Regions from separate parts of the Mus musculus genome. Here region 2 is linked to region 1. Evidence: chromatin contacts called from public HiChIP or PLAC-seq data. All regions are on one chromosome and are shown on one strand. Each heading gives the region's core, a stretch centred on a gene start, on an enhancer-like site or on the middle of the called end of the contact. The rest is flanking DNA. Distances are from core to core; before and after follow the strand shown.

Evidence for each region. HiChIP or PLAC-seq counts read pairs in DNA pulled down with a chosen protein or histone mark.
Region 2: a contact with region 1 is called in an H3K27ac HiChIP or PLAC-seq map of embryonic fibroblasts, with 2.7 times the contacts expected there. The contact joins two enhancer-like sites. A contact is called at or near these places in 6 of 484 Hi-C or Micro-C datasets (the HPC-7 cell line, embryonic fibroblasts, nephron progenitors and 1 more), 5 of 115 datasets of contacts at active chromatin or transcription factors (the NIH/3T3 cell line, embryonic fibroblasts, extraembryonic endoderm stem cells and 2 more) and 1 of 9 other capture datasets (embryonic stem cells).

Annotation. Positions count from the first base shown.
Region 1 is chr10:120,623,241-120,630,086 of GRCm38.p6, reverse strand. No RefSeq gene overlaps it. Among named protein-coding and RNA genes, the nearest start is that of 4930471E19Rik, 9.4 kb to the left of the region's middle. Within about 2 kb of position 1,771, at least 70 of the 459 cell types and tissues checked have an H3K27ac peak or open chromatin away from gene starts, as enhancers often do. A contact at or near this core is called in embryonic fibroblasts, where this site is marked.
Region 2 is chr10:120,846,885-120,854,267 of GRCm38.p6, reverse strand. Msrb3 (methionine sulfoxide reductase B3) reads left to right here. Exons shown (of 7, transcript NM_177092.4): 3 at 2,176-2,284; 4 at 4,215-4,292. Among named protein-coding and RNA genes, the nearest start is that of Gm15910, 7.1 kb to the left of the region's middle. Within about 2 kb of position 2,752, at least 38 of the 459 cell types and tissues checked have an H3K27ac peak or open chromatin away from gene starts, as enhancers often do. A contact at or near this core is called in embryonic fibroblasts, where this site is marked.

The DNA.
Region 1 (6,846 bases), core at 522-3,021:
TATCCCCCTTCCAGCACCTATTACTAGATACCATATGCTCTGCACGTACTTGGCACTCAATGAATGCTTCCCGAATGGCCGACTTTTCCCGTCTCCCCCACCCCTTCCTCCCCACCCCCCTAAAGCATTACTTTAAAGATCCGCTGCAGAACTGTGGGGCGAAGTTTAAGATCCATTTTGACAAATAACCCTTATGGGTGTTTAAAACCAAAAGATCGAATATTTAAAGCAGAAATATGAGCTGTGACTTCATGGGTGTTCTGTGAAGAGATGCATAAAGCTGTACAAATAGATAGCCTTTCAGACAGGACATAACAGACCCAGCTTTGTACATTTGCAAATATACAGAGGAGAAGAGCCCAGACATTGCTTTGAACCCAACATTTCCCCCTGAAGTCAGTTTAAATGGAAGACTGGAGGTAGTTAAAGCTGCTATAGCTTTAAAAGGAGATCTTACAAATACTTTTGGTTTTAAAAGCTGATGTCACCGATTCATAATATAAGAGGTGACATTAAACCTACTACCCCCCTTCATTACTACCACTCTTGGGCTGGAAAATATAGGCAAAACCAACACTGGATCTCATGGTTGGGGTGGGAACAAACGGATGGCTATAAAAGATGTCTTGTAGACTCCAGGACATGAGACCCTGGTGCTGGGAAGTCTTAAGACAGCAGCAAACCCACAGAACTGGAATTACACCCGGCTCTGCAGATGACCTGATGGTGGCACAGGGCTTGGAACAGTTCGAAGAGGAAAACAGAATCCCAAGAGAATCCTCCAAGGGAAGGGTCTCAAGAGATTCTCTGAGTATATCTTTATTCTATGGAGTCTATTTTTCCCAGATGTCCTGAGGCCACCATTACCTCTACCAAGATTCAACTCAGAGTACTTCGTGTTGTCCTCAAGCAGCGAGCAAGAGAAGAGAGCATGCCTTATGTTCTAGGTCCCTACAGATGGTTTCAACAAAGACATTTGTCTTGATAGTCACTGTTTGTATTTTACCTTAAGTACAACTCATTTATACGGAGTTGACCCAGTCAGTGGGTGAAGAAGAGGTTACCTGGAAACAAGATACGGAACTATCTAGCAATAGAAACTAAATTGATGAGCCGGGCGTGGTGACGCACGCCTTTAATCCCAGCACTCAGGAGGCAGAGGCAGGCAGATTTCTGAGTTCGAGGCCAGCCTGGTCTACAGAGTGAGTTCAGGACAGCCAGGGCTATACAGAGAAACCCTGTCTCAAAAAAACAAAAACCAAACCAAACAAAACAAAAAGAACATTTATAGGATAGAGATTGTTATCACTAATGTATTACAGAAGAGAAAATGAGAACCCAGCGACTCTAATTTTTTGTTCATTCACGTAGCTGATATTCCGAAGGGCCCGATTTCGTACCAGGCACAGGAAATACAAAGACAAAACAAAGCTAGTCGTGATCTGATGGAGTTTATTGTCTACGATGTTTTAAAAAATAGTAAAGAAATTGTGGGCAGTCAGTGGGCAAAGAGGTTAGCTGGAGACAAGAGTTTGTAAGATATTTAGGCTCAAATATGCTGAACTATCTAGCAGTAGTTATTATGAATGCATTGCTGGACACAGGTGACACATGGATACAATAACGGTAAAATAGAGAGCACTGCCTACCTCTGAGTAATCTTAAGTAATCTTAAGATGCCAAGAGGGCTTTGAATCAACAGAGTTCACGTGAAAGTCAAAGCAACAGCGGGACGGCAGGAAGTAAATACAGACTCATGAAATCCTATTACCCAGCCAGAGCCATCAGCCACAGTTCCACATGGGTGTAGCCCAGAGCAGGAAGAAGAGTGAGTCAGAGTCATGCCTTTGTGAAGATCTTTGTCAGAGATGCACATGATCTTGGTTCTTGGGGCAGGTTGGGGACATGAAGCTCAAACTCTCAGAGTCATTCTCACCACACCATGGCTCTCACCCCAGATCTCCTCCTGCTCCAGCAGATTTCCATCCCCTCACCCCATCCATGCCTGAGCAGCGGCAAGAAAAAAACAGAGGCACAAGCCAGCCATAAGACACTTGTGTTTATCACTCATTGACGAGGGCTAGCCACGTGGGCGGCTCTACTGTTGAGGACTTTTAAAAGATGCTGATATGGCTGCCATCATGTCCACTTCAAACTTCATGATGATGTTTAGTGTAGAAAGGAGAGAGGAGAACATCTGGAAGATGACTGGGAATATCAGCCCCTGACATGTATTCCAAAGTCAATCAGAAGGATCGTGAATTACTGTCTTAAAGTTCTGACTGAGCCCTCCAGGCAATGGGGGAGGGGGGGTCCACTGAAGGGGTTTGATCAAGGACCTCACATAACTGTGTCTTTAATGCAGACAGTAGACAGGAGAGGGTAAGATTGGTGGTGGAGGGACCAGGTAGGAGAAAACTGCGATGATCTCTCAGGATAAGAGAGCAGAGGTCCTATTTACTTAATATCAGAGATACCAGGAGGAGGGGAACACAAGCATTGCCTGTTGGGCTAGGTAAGTAGTAGGAGATAGAATGCAGAATCTCTGGCCTCCAGTTCAAGCCCACGTAACATAAGAATCTTTCCTGGGGCCAATGGCTCAGTTGTTAAGAAAGTGGCTACTTTTCCAAAGGACCTGAGTTCGATTCCAGCACCCACATGGTGGCTCACAATCGTCTCTAATTCGAGTCTCAGGGTATTCATACCTCATTCTGACTTCTTCTGACACCAGACACACATGCCATGCACAGACCTATGTGCAGGCAAGACACCCATACACACAAAAATGAAAAATTTTTTAAAGCACCTTTTAAAATTATATGTTTGACAAAGTTTCTCATTACAAAATCGTTATGGTACACAACCTGATGTGTTGACTGTAACATTGTGGTATGCCTAAATGTAGCAAATTGTCATATATATTATCTCACATACTTTATTTTTATGGTAAGAATAGTCCAAATCTTTCTTTTTAAAGCAGTCCTCAATTATACAGTATTGTCACTGAACACGGTCACTATGGTATCTATCAGATTTCTGTCAGAGAGCTAGCATCCTTTGACTGGCCTCCCGTAGTCCATTTGAGACCCTGGCAAGCTCCCTTCTGGTCTCTGAGTCTATAAAATGGATTTTTTAAAAAAAATAATTTATTTTTATTTAATATGCATTGGTGTTTTGTTTTCACATGTGTCTGTATAAGTGTTGGAGCCCCAGAAACTGGAGTTACAGACAATTGTATACTGCCATGGGAGTGCTGGGAATTGAACTCTGTTCTTCTTGAAGAAGAGCTAGTGTTCTTAACTGCTGATTCGTCTCTCCGGTCCCCGTGTGAGTTAGATGCTGTGCTCTTGGCCTTCCTATGCCTGGCTTGCTTCACACAGCATAATACGTTTATCCCTGTCCTCACAAATGACAGGATTTCCTTTTCTTTTTGGAGCTGAACAATGTTCCTTTGTGTGTACATAGAGTTTCTCTGTCCACCCTTCTATTGGTGGACACATAGGGTATTTCCATAATTCTCACTTGCTGTGGGTAATGCTTTAGTGAACACAGCAATGCAGATGTCTCTTTACCCGCACTGATTGCATTTTCTTTGGACATATGCCCAATAGTGGGAACACTGATGCACACGGTGATTCTAGTCTTGTTTTTTTTTTTAAGGAATGTCCACATTGTTCATTTTCTCTCTCTCTGTCTCTCTGTCTCTGTCCCTCTGTCTCTGTCTCTCTCTGTCTCTCTGTCTCTCTCCTCTCTTCTCTCTTTTGAGACAGGGTTTCTCTGTAGCCCTGGCTGTCCTGGAACTTGCTCTGTAGACCAGGCTGCCTCTGTAGACTCAGAGATCTGCCTGCCTCTGCTTCCCGAGTACTATGATTACGTAGCAGACTATACTGTTCACACCCCCACCAACAGCATACACCCCTTTTTTTCTACCCCCTCACTGCATCTGTTACATTTTGTCCTTTTTATGACAGCCATTCTATGCAAATGCAGTGACCAGATTCAGCCAGAATAAATTCCAAACTCCCAACACCCTAAATATATTTACCACGAGTCCAGGTCATTGCACCTAGATCCCAAAATGAAAAATTTGAACCCAAGAAAACACTTTTGTGGGACGGGGTAACAATTTGAGATGTTGACCGGTTTTTCTTTCTGTGTTCAAGCAGGTAGACACCTCGGGTGCCCTTTGCCTGTGAGAGCTGTAGGTCAGGGCTTCCAGGTAAAACCTGAGGGAAAATAGTTTGGAAGAAAAGGAAGTTTCCATCCTCATAGGGGGACATTTTCATCCTCTCACTGAGAGGCATTGTGGGAGAGGGAGGGAGCAGGATGTGGTGCCCTGGGGCGCTGAGTTTAAGGAGTGGTACTTACCATTGACTGCAGCACTCTTCTGCACAGCACAGGAAGATGAGAAGTCGAAGAGTCAATGATCTAAGAGTCTGTTAGAAAACAGCACTAAATGAGACCACAGCTCAGCCCCAGCTGACAGTCACCACCTTCTAAAAGGGGGAAGCGGTTGCAGTATTTGACATACATAAACAGCATGCTACCCTGTTGAAAACAGCATTGAATGCGTATGAGACATAGAAAAAGCTACAGTCGATTCCTACTACTCAACCTTGTGGTGGAAGCTTATTCGATGAAGAGGTTTTCCGGAGTCTCAGGGGTCGGGAGACAAGAGGCAACCCAGAGCACAATTTAGGGGCCACCTGTTCCTCTCACTTAATTCTGATTCTGCGTAGAAACAAACCCAGACTGTGTAACAACTTTAGATGTATGGCTATCCGTACTCATCCTGCTTGCAACAGTCTCAAACAACCCAGGTCTCCCTTGGAAGACTGTAAGCATCCCTCAGCTGGACATTTTAAGACAGATGTGTGTTATTCTTGGAATATCTAGAAACCATTCTAGCTTTTCTCTGATTTAAAAAAAAAATGCTCAAAGTGTCATCTCTGCTTATAATGCTTATGTAAAATCTTCCTATTTAAATAATATCACCCGGGTGCCATCTAAGCTTCAAATCGTTATAGTTTCTTTCTTGAGACAATATGTCAAGCCTCAAATATGACTACAAATCAGATGTTTGAAAGGAAAAACTACCTTGTGATGGAGACAATTATATTTAGTAAGGTTGGGAATAAATGAATATATTTTTAAAAGTTTGAGGCAAATCTTTGTTCTGCGTTCTTTCTTTCATCCGTTTTCCCTAATAAAGCTCTTCTTTCCCTATTTCATACTATTTCTCCCTTTTCTTATTGCCTGAAAGTACTTTATTCTATTTTTAAAATATGACAATTCAAAAAATAAAGCAAGAGGAATTCAACTAAAACAAATAATAATCAAAGCCATTCATGGTTCACGTGGCCAGACTAAGCTGTATTTATGGAACAGATGTTTCCCTTTTTTTCTTTTTTTTTTTTTTTCCTTTTTCTTTTTCTAGGAGACCGATGTGTAAATTAAGTTGCACCAAGGCAAGTCAAATTATTCCCTGGCCATTTGTAGTATGCAATGTTTTATGTGACTTTCTACCCTCTTATTCAATAAAACAATATGTACTTGTATAGCCGCCAGACAGAGCAGTGATTCACACAAGACCAGGAGATGCCAAGCGCGCTCCCTCCTGCAGGAAGCACACTCACCATGTGTAATGAGACCCCTTTGGATTTCCTGAAGTGACTCAACTTCAGAACGAGTGGGGAGCATTGACCTGAATATTCATGTGATCACAAGACCGGATGTACTCCAGTGCCCTCTGCCTCTTTGGAATCCACTCATTAGATGCTCAAAGCCTCATCCTGGTTAGGTTTAAGTGGGGCACAGTCACAGACAGAGCTGATTAAAGACTTTGGCCTGTTCCTTCTGAATAGAAATCCAGCGAGCACTCTGGAAGTGGCTAGCTATGGTTTCAATAGAGACCTCCTATGGATCGTTTCTCCTGAGATGGGTGGAGTTTTGGATTGGATGTAAAATGTCTCCATGAACGCATATGTCTAAGTACGAGGTACTCACCTTGTGGTGAGTTAAGGGGACTTTGAGCTATGGTCTAAGCAGAAGTGAGCTGTTGATCCCTTATAGGTAACGTCTATTTCTGATTCTTGCGCGTGCTCTCTGCTTCTTGATTCCCCAAGATGTGAGGATCTCCTGCCTCGTGTTCTGCCCCTTGCTATGTATGGAGCTGCCCCATCCAGCAGGCATCCCTGCCATCACGAACCAGGAGGAAAATAAAGCCTTCCTCTCATAAGTCATACCTGTCAGGTGCTTAGTCGTCGTAGTGAGAGAAGTAGCTAAATGACTTTCTTCGATGGTTATTTTTACAGTCCTGTGGATTAAACCTAGGATCCGGGTCACATCCCGCTCACAGTCCACCACGATGAGCAACTCTCCCAGAACATTGTTGCAATTTTAACAAAAAAGGAACATTAAGCCAGTTTTAGTTAAGGAAGGACTTGAAAAGGTAGGTCCTGGTCTCACTATGAAAACCAACTTGTAAAACCCGCATAGAGTGCGGGGGATGGCGACGCAAACCTGTAACTCCAGGACTTGGGAGCTGGAGCCAGGCGGATTCCCAATTTAAGACCAGCCTAGGCAGCATGGTGAGATGATTTTTAAAAAAACTTTAAATGGCATAGTACATACCAGGTATCGAGTCATCAGAAATCAATGCTTGTGAACTCGGTTAGAGACACACACGATTGATAAGACCAGCGCTACAGGGCCCCTGGGGGTTCTGGAGAAAGCAGGGATTCAACTGCAAATTCAAGAACACCCCTAAACTACATAAACATTGCTGCCTAGAGAAACACAGCTACACTGGTCTTTGAAAATAACAACAACAACAACAACAAAAAC
Region 2 (7,383 bases), core at 1,503-4,002, 220 kb before region 1:
TCTTTTCCTTCAGAAAGGAGATTTTTAAAAAAAAATTTTTTTGAGAGAGTGAGTGAGAGAGAATGAAAAAGAGAGAGACGTCTTTACCTAAGCGATTTGTAAGCATCTGTGCTTGAAGCTACTTTTTTTTTTTTTAATGAACACTCCTTAGTAAAACGAGTCAGGGTAAAAAAAAGCAGAGAAGCATCCAGTGTTAGGGAATTGCAATCCAATACCATGTAATTTAAACCCACGGTTGCTTCTCTTGGACCAAATGACATACAGATGGGTGGCTGAGCTCTCGCAACGTTGGGAACACAATTGGCCTTTTTGTATGAATGAACGTGTATTAACCCAAAATATTCTCGACAGACTTGCTTAATTCTGATTGTTCAGATCTTAATTATCAAGCCCTTTGGAACCGATAACTTTAACCATGATAATTTGTCAGACTAAGTTTCTGATGAATGGACTTTGGGGCAAAACTAGCCGGCACCCTTCTGGGACATCAATGAAAGCAAAAGTCAATTTTAAGAAGTCTGTGAGGGAGGTGAGCAGGAACTCACCCAACTCAGGGTGCCTATTGTTTGAGGATGAGGCCCTCTTCACTCAAGCTCAACAGGCAACTATAAGGGAGACATTTCTGTCTATGCTTTGGACAGCAATGATCAGGTTTCTCCCTCCCCCCACCCCCCCCAGGGTGAGTGAGCCTGGTGTTAACTGCGGTTCAGCTAGGTGGGAGGCCCTCAGGGCTATTGCTGAAGTGCCTATGTCCCTGGGTCTCTTTCTAGACCAACGAAGGATGGGGAGGTTGGTAGAAGTTAGTGTGACTCCTGCCGGCCTGGCCATAGTAATCTTCTGTTGGCTCTACTCTGCTCTTTTCCTGGCTCCCTGCTTTCTGGTAGAGAAGCAGCTTTCTGTCTAGGTGGCCCTAGTTCCAGAAGCTGATAGCCCCTTCTTCAGTCCCACAATCGGGATAGCTGGCTAGTTAATTCTTGCCAAGTTTAACTTCAGTAATCTCATAGTCTGTGTTAGGTGCCTTAAAAGTAAACAGTGGGAAGGGTTTCCATCGGCAAGTCAGGAGACGTTGGATTTTATGTTCAGGATACCAAGGCTGACTTCAAGACACTGTTAGGGGACCTCTGTGCTGAGGACTGTCTGCAGGCAGCTTTCCTACCATGACGGATGGCCAGGGAAAGGCCCGTAATTGCACTGAGCAGTGGCTCTCCTGTCTCCTGTTCTTCTCAGCTGCTTGCTCAGGTAAAGTAACTACGCACATAAACAAGTGTTGTCTGAATATCTCGCTGCACTCTGTGCCTATTGAAATAGAACTACCTTCACTGTCAGTAACATTCGAATCATTTCATCACTCAGATCAGGGAAATCCTCCCTGCTGAACTCTCCCAGCCAGGACCGCACAAGCCCTGAAGTAAAATCACGCTCAGCTTCCATGTGGCTGTGTCTTTTTCTTCCTGCCTTTCTCTGTCTCTCTGTCTCTCTCTGTCTCTGTCTTTTTCTTAATCTGGAATTCTTGAATCTCTCTTTGTATAAGTAAATACCTTCTCCTGAAGTCTCCTGGCAGTTCCTTGCTGGTAAGACACAGGCTTTAGAAAAAACATGCATTTCTAAAGACCACACAGAACCTACTTAAATGTCTGTCAGACTCATAGAAAACAGCAGTTCCTACTGTAGAAAAAAAGACATGTTTAGGTTCCTCAGAAAAATAAATTGGATGGTAGGTGGTCATCTTGGTTGACAGTTGCATGGTGACAGCCTCAAGCTAGTCTACCAAGTTGCAAAATTATTCAGTGGATCTTTGTATGTCCACTATCACTTCATACCTGCAAATACATGCATGCTACTGAATCCACCGTTTTAAAAGGGGTTTCAAGGTATCAGGTGGCATAAAGGATGTGCTACAATCTTGTAAACAAATTCCCAGTGAGTTTCTAATATCACCTGCTACAAGCCTTGGCTGTGACACGTTGTTGCTGCGCCAGGGGAATCATGGGGCTTTTTAAAGTGCATTCTGTTGGAGCTTGGAGACCGGCTGCAGCTCAGGTAAGGTTTTGTGGTCCGCTAGGGATTCTCTGGTCATTGACAAGTGACTGTAGAGGCTGTGCTGTGGCGGCCAGCCAAAGCAAGTATTTAGGATTCAGGCTAAATGGCTCTTTCTCCCATATCCTCTCTTTCCAGGGTCATGTAGGGATAAAAAGAACTGTAAGGTGGTCTTTTCCCAGCAGGAACTGAGGAAGCGGCTGACACCCCTACAGTACCATGTCACTCAGGAGAAAGGAACTGAAAGGTAATGTGTGCTGTAATAAAAGCAAGCAAGCAAGCAGGCAGGCAGGCAGGCAGGCAGGCAAGCTGGCAGGCAGGCAGGCAGGCAAGCTGGCAGGCAGGCAGGCAGGCAAGCAGGCGGGCAAGCAGGCAAGCAGGCAAGCAGGCAGGTGGGCAAGCAGGCAAGCAGGCGGGCAAGCAGGCAAGCAGGCAGGCAGGCAGGTGGGCAGGCGGGCAAGCAGGCAAACAGGCAGGCAGGCAGGGAGGCAAGCAGGCAGGCAGGCAAGCAAGTAGGTGGGCAAGCGGGCAAGCAGGCAAGCAGGTGGGCAGGCAGGGAGGCAAGCAAGCAGGCAAGCACCACTTTCTCCCACTCCTTGGAGTCTTCTTCCCTGTTGATTATTTTAAAGAAACTATGCATGCTGGGTAAGGCCTGCAAATGACTGTCTTTGAAAAGGCTGGAGATGGCACTGTTTGAGTTAAAGCTGAGTTTCTTTTCTGCTTCTCTCCACTCAGCGAACTATATCTATATAAAGCCACGGGACTTTTGCTAAGGGCCTGTTTTTAGTTTACAGTGAAATGTGTGGAAGCAATAGCGATTTGGGTGCCCCCCCCCCTTTTTTTTTTTGGACGACATCACAGCAAGGAAAACTGTGAGGGATGTGGCGCTATGCCAGGAGGCTGGCATTTTGAAGGTGGCATTGTAAAGCATAGACGTTTTGGCTGCAAAAAGAAGGTAGCATAATTTAGTTCCTTTCCACCCCACTCGGATTTCTTTTTGAAGCACATGTGGAGAAAGTATTTATTGGCTCATTTGTGGTTGGAATGTCAAAAATTTTCAATAACTGCCCTTGCATGGCTTTGGTCCTTGGAAGTTCGCCCTACATCCTGGGGGGGGGGGGCAGTCGTTCACTTCCAAGACTGTTTTTTAGTGAATAAAATAAAATCTCTCTCAGCTGATTCCAGCGAAAAAGTAACTTGCCAAGGCCTAATGATTTTGTTGTCTAATTCATACCACGGGGCTCGGCACGAGGCTGTAAATGGTCCCCCTGATGCAGGTTTATTCGTGATGTGACTTTGTGTTTCCATTCAAGATCTGAAAGAGCTTCCTTCCCACACAGGGATCCTTGTTAATGGACAGCACGCTCTCCCTGTCACAGCCCCCACTGTTCACTGAGTTTACTGAACAATGAAGCTCTCTCACAAGGTGTGCCTTCCTTGTACCAGCGGCGGCGGCAGGGCTGGATCACAGGGTCCAGGACTTCTGCCCGCCAATGTTGTGTGCATGCCCTAGCAAAATGATTTAATGCACACAAACAACCAGAGATTAGGTCATTCTTTAAAAAAAAAAAAATTCTGTTTATAAAAAAAATTGGACCTCGTAAAGAGGGACGAAACGATAATAAAACCAAGCTGCAGAGCACACGGCCTTTTTGTTGGGCGACACAGCTGATCTGCATTAACCGAGTGACCTCCGCGCCTGTAAGATCGCTAACTTAGAAAAACAGTTCCTTAAAGCTGCAATATTCCTTTTCAAACCAAAAAATAAGACTCCTTCCACTCGAAGACTTGGGACCTGCTACATTTTCTGGTCCCCCTCTTGTATGGTGTGGGGCCGCGGAAATCTTAGGTAACAGTGTTCTTCATGTGACTCAAACAGTGGGCTTTTTTTTTTTTTTTAATTTGAAAAATATTCTAAGTATTACTTACTAGATGGCTTGATATTTTGACTTAACCTGTACTAGTTTGGAGTAGTTATATGCACATTTTATTATATATATGTATATATTCGAAGTATATTACTATTGTTCAAGCTTCCATATGTCTGGTCTGTTCTCATTTTAGGGCCCCAGACCCTTGAAAGTTTTACCAGAGAAATGTATTTAAACCAGTGTGTTCTATAAGAAGTAACACTAGCTCTGTTAACAGTTTTTGACGCTCTGTTTATCGTTTATCAGTGCCTTTGAAGGAGAGTACACACATCACAAAGATCCTGGAATATATAAATGTGTTGTCTGTGGAACTCCGTTGTTCAAGTAAGTGTCCTGAAAGCCGGTGGGCGTGGCCGGGTCACGTGACCACATGCTCCGGGCTGCTCAGTTACCTGCCCATCTTTCCTTTGCTGAATTTGATTCTATCCTTTCATATATTTGTCCACTTTCTGAAACCGACAATGATGACAGACTTTCTTGGCTAATTTCTAGCGTGACAGACTGGCTAACTTTGTACTGTTTAGACATTTAAAACACCCAGCACTAACTTTGGTGTCCACTTCAGTAACCATTGTCCTTAGCAGAGGTACAAAGAAAATCTTGGTGACAGAGAGCGTATGTATTTACTGATTTGTCTAATGCCCCGACGTCCACGCATAGGTCATTTTGCAAGTCACTCACGCACATCCCTCAGATTAAAATGCATCCAGCGAGAAGCCTCTTTATACTTCTACAATGAAGCGCTATACCCCAAATAAACATGAGACAGCAATATCTTCTACCTGAGGTTAACATTATTATTTTGACATTGGCCTAAAATCCTCTTTTTGAAAAATCCTAAACGTTCACAATAATGCTGATACCACATAGACTTTTTGACCAAGACAGATAATTCTTGGTCTGGATAGGATAATCTTATCAAGCAAGGACAGTTTTTAACCAAAAACATTTTATCTGGGTGCTGGGTGCGTAAAATCTCAGGCTCCCTGTATGTCCTACAGAATTGCTGCCCTGGTGGAAATGAAAGCAGAAACCTTACTTAGGGGTGAGCATCTTTTATCTGAGACAGGATTAGGAAGTTTCAGAGAATAAATAACAAAAGAAGAATGGAAAACATACTTTAGTTTGCCCTGTGCTTCTCCTTTAAGACACTAGCATTTACAGATATTTCTGAAATAACAGGAAAATGGTAGTTTCCTTAAAAATTCTTAAGAGTTCCAACTTTTCCCCAATGACATAAACCCTTTTGCACGGTCCTGTTGGTTGACAATCTGTTCTGAATTCTTACTCTTTTTTTTTCTCTCATGTTAAAAAACCGACCCTTCAAATTGTCACCCGTTCCCTGTCAGAAAACACACATCCTCATATTTCAACACCCTTAGCTTATGTCATAATAGTTGACATAACACTTAAGACAGCTGCTGAGCCATGCTAAACTGGTTAATACCCCAACCGGCCAAAGCTGCCCACATCCCTTGGCTTTTCGTTTGAGATGTCCCACCTCTTTCCCCATCATGTGATTTCACTGAAGGACTCTGCTGAAGGAAAACTTACTGTTTTAAATAAGAAACAGAGCCAACTGTGAATGGAGAATTTAACCCTTGTGAGCGTTTGATTCGCAAACCCTGAAATCGAGATTCTTACACTAACTCGAGTGCTTGCAAGAGTCACATTCACCTTCGTGGTGACCTTCCCGGTGACACTCTTGGTGACCCTGTGACTTTCCCCCTAGCGTTCCTGTCAGCTTTCATTGTCTAAACTTCTGAGAAATAGGATTTAATTTTTCACTCATACTTTTGCTGGTTTTCGTCATTCACTCTCTCTTGATGTCTCATCTACTTTGGGGAAAAGCACCCGTGCTCCGCTGCCACTGGAGATGGAGTACTTTATTGGCTTTGTACGACTGCCTTCGTGTTCAAAATGTGTACCTGGGTGCCCACGGAGATGCAGGGGCCACAGGGCATGCACGGTTTTGAGAGACTTGGATTTTCCCTGTCCTCTTTTTCTTTGTACGTTGTTTGCTGAAACTGTGCACCTCAGGGGTCAGGGGTCCGCTGCTCCTTCCATCCAGTCTCTCCTGTGGTTTGTTTTCCTCTCTCTTCTCATGGGGTGGTACACCTTTCATCTCTCCCAAATATTGCTGCCCCTAGTTACAGTCTTCATTTTCAAGCAAAATGATAGTTCAAGGATGTATTAATTTTGAAGACAAGCGTCCTGAAAAGTTGGGGGGGGGGGGCAAAAACAAAAAACAAGAACTAGATGTGGAAAACACTGAGATAGCCTTGCGGGCTCCTGCCTTGGGTCAGCTGACTTCCCTTCCTGTCTGTGTACATGCCTTTCTGTCTGTGTATCCGCTTTCTACCCAGGGATTTAACTGGGTAGCCATGAGAACACGAATCAGTGAGTTTATTCCAATAATAGAAAATGAAAGTTGGGGGGGTCATAGTTGATTTGGGGGGGAACAAGTCTAATTTGATTGATAGATATATTGTTGAAGACTGGGTTTGCAAATAAGTGTATGTAATCGATCTGAGGTTTGGACAGAGGCATATTAAACAGGTATACAGAATATGGAACAAGGAGAAATTCCTCTTTTGCAGTTACTTCTAATAAGTTTTTAAAAGATACGAGGAGAAAAGTTATCAATCAGCAGGTACAAGTTTAGAATCCACATAGTTGTTTGAATAAGAAAGTTTGAAGTATTTCATATTATAAGAGAGGGTTAGGATAAAGAGCAGTTTGCTAGTAAGAAGTGAAAGGAAGTTAGAAAGAAATCAGACACAGCAGGAGTGGTCATGTGTACACGCACAGCAGGAGTGGTCATGTGTACACACACAGCAGGAGTGGTCATGTGTACACACACAGCAGGAGTGGTCATGTGTACACACACAGCAGGAGTGGTCATGTGTACACACACAGCAGGAGTGGTCATGTGTACACACACAGTAGGAGCAGTGGTCGTGGCCTCTAGGCAGAGACAGAAAAATCCTCCCCCTCCTCCCCCTCCTCCCCCTCCTCCCCCTCCTCTCCCTCCTCTTCCTCTCCCTTCTCTTCCTCCTATTTCTCCTCCTCTTCCTCCTCAGTCCATCTCCTCCTCCTCCCCTTCCTCCTCCTCCTCCTCAGTCCTGCTCCTATTCTTTCTTTGGGGTTGAGGAGAAGATGTGTTTGCAGCTGCTACGTGGGTGGCACAGAGCTCATGGCTGTGCCCCAGTGCTGTAGTGTACTACACATTTGCCCTTTGGAACTTACTGGAAAGCTACCCTTTTCAGCACTGGGGAAAGCTGTTGGCAGAAAGGGGCAGTTGACTGCAATATCACCCAAGGGGAGTGTCAGGGAAGCTACTGACCGCTCAGTACTGCTGCCCACAGCACACTGAGCACAGTCGCCATTGAGGAAGTCGGGCGTCCCAGAAGAA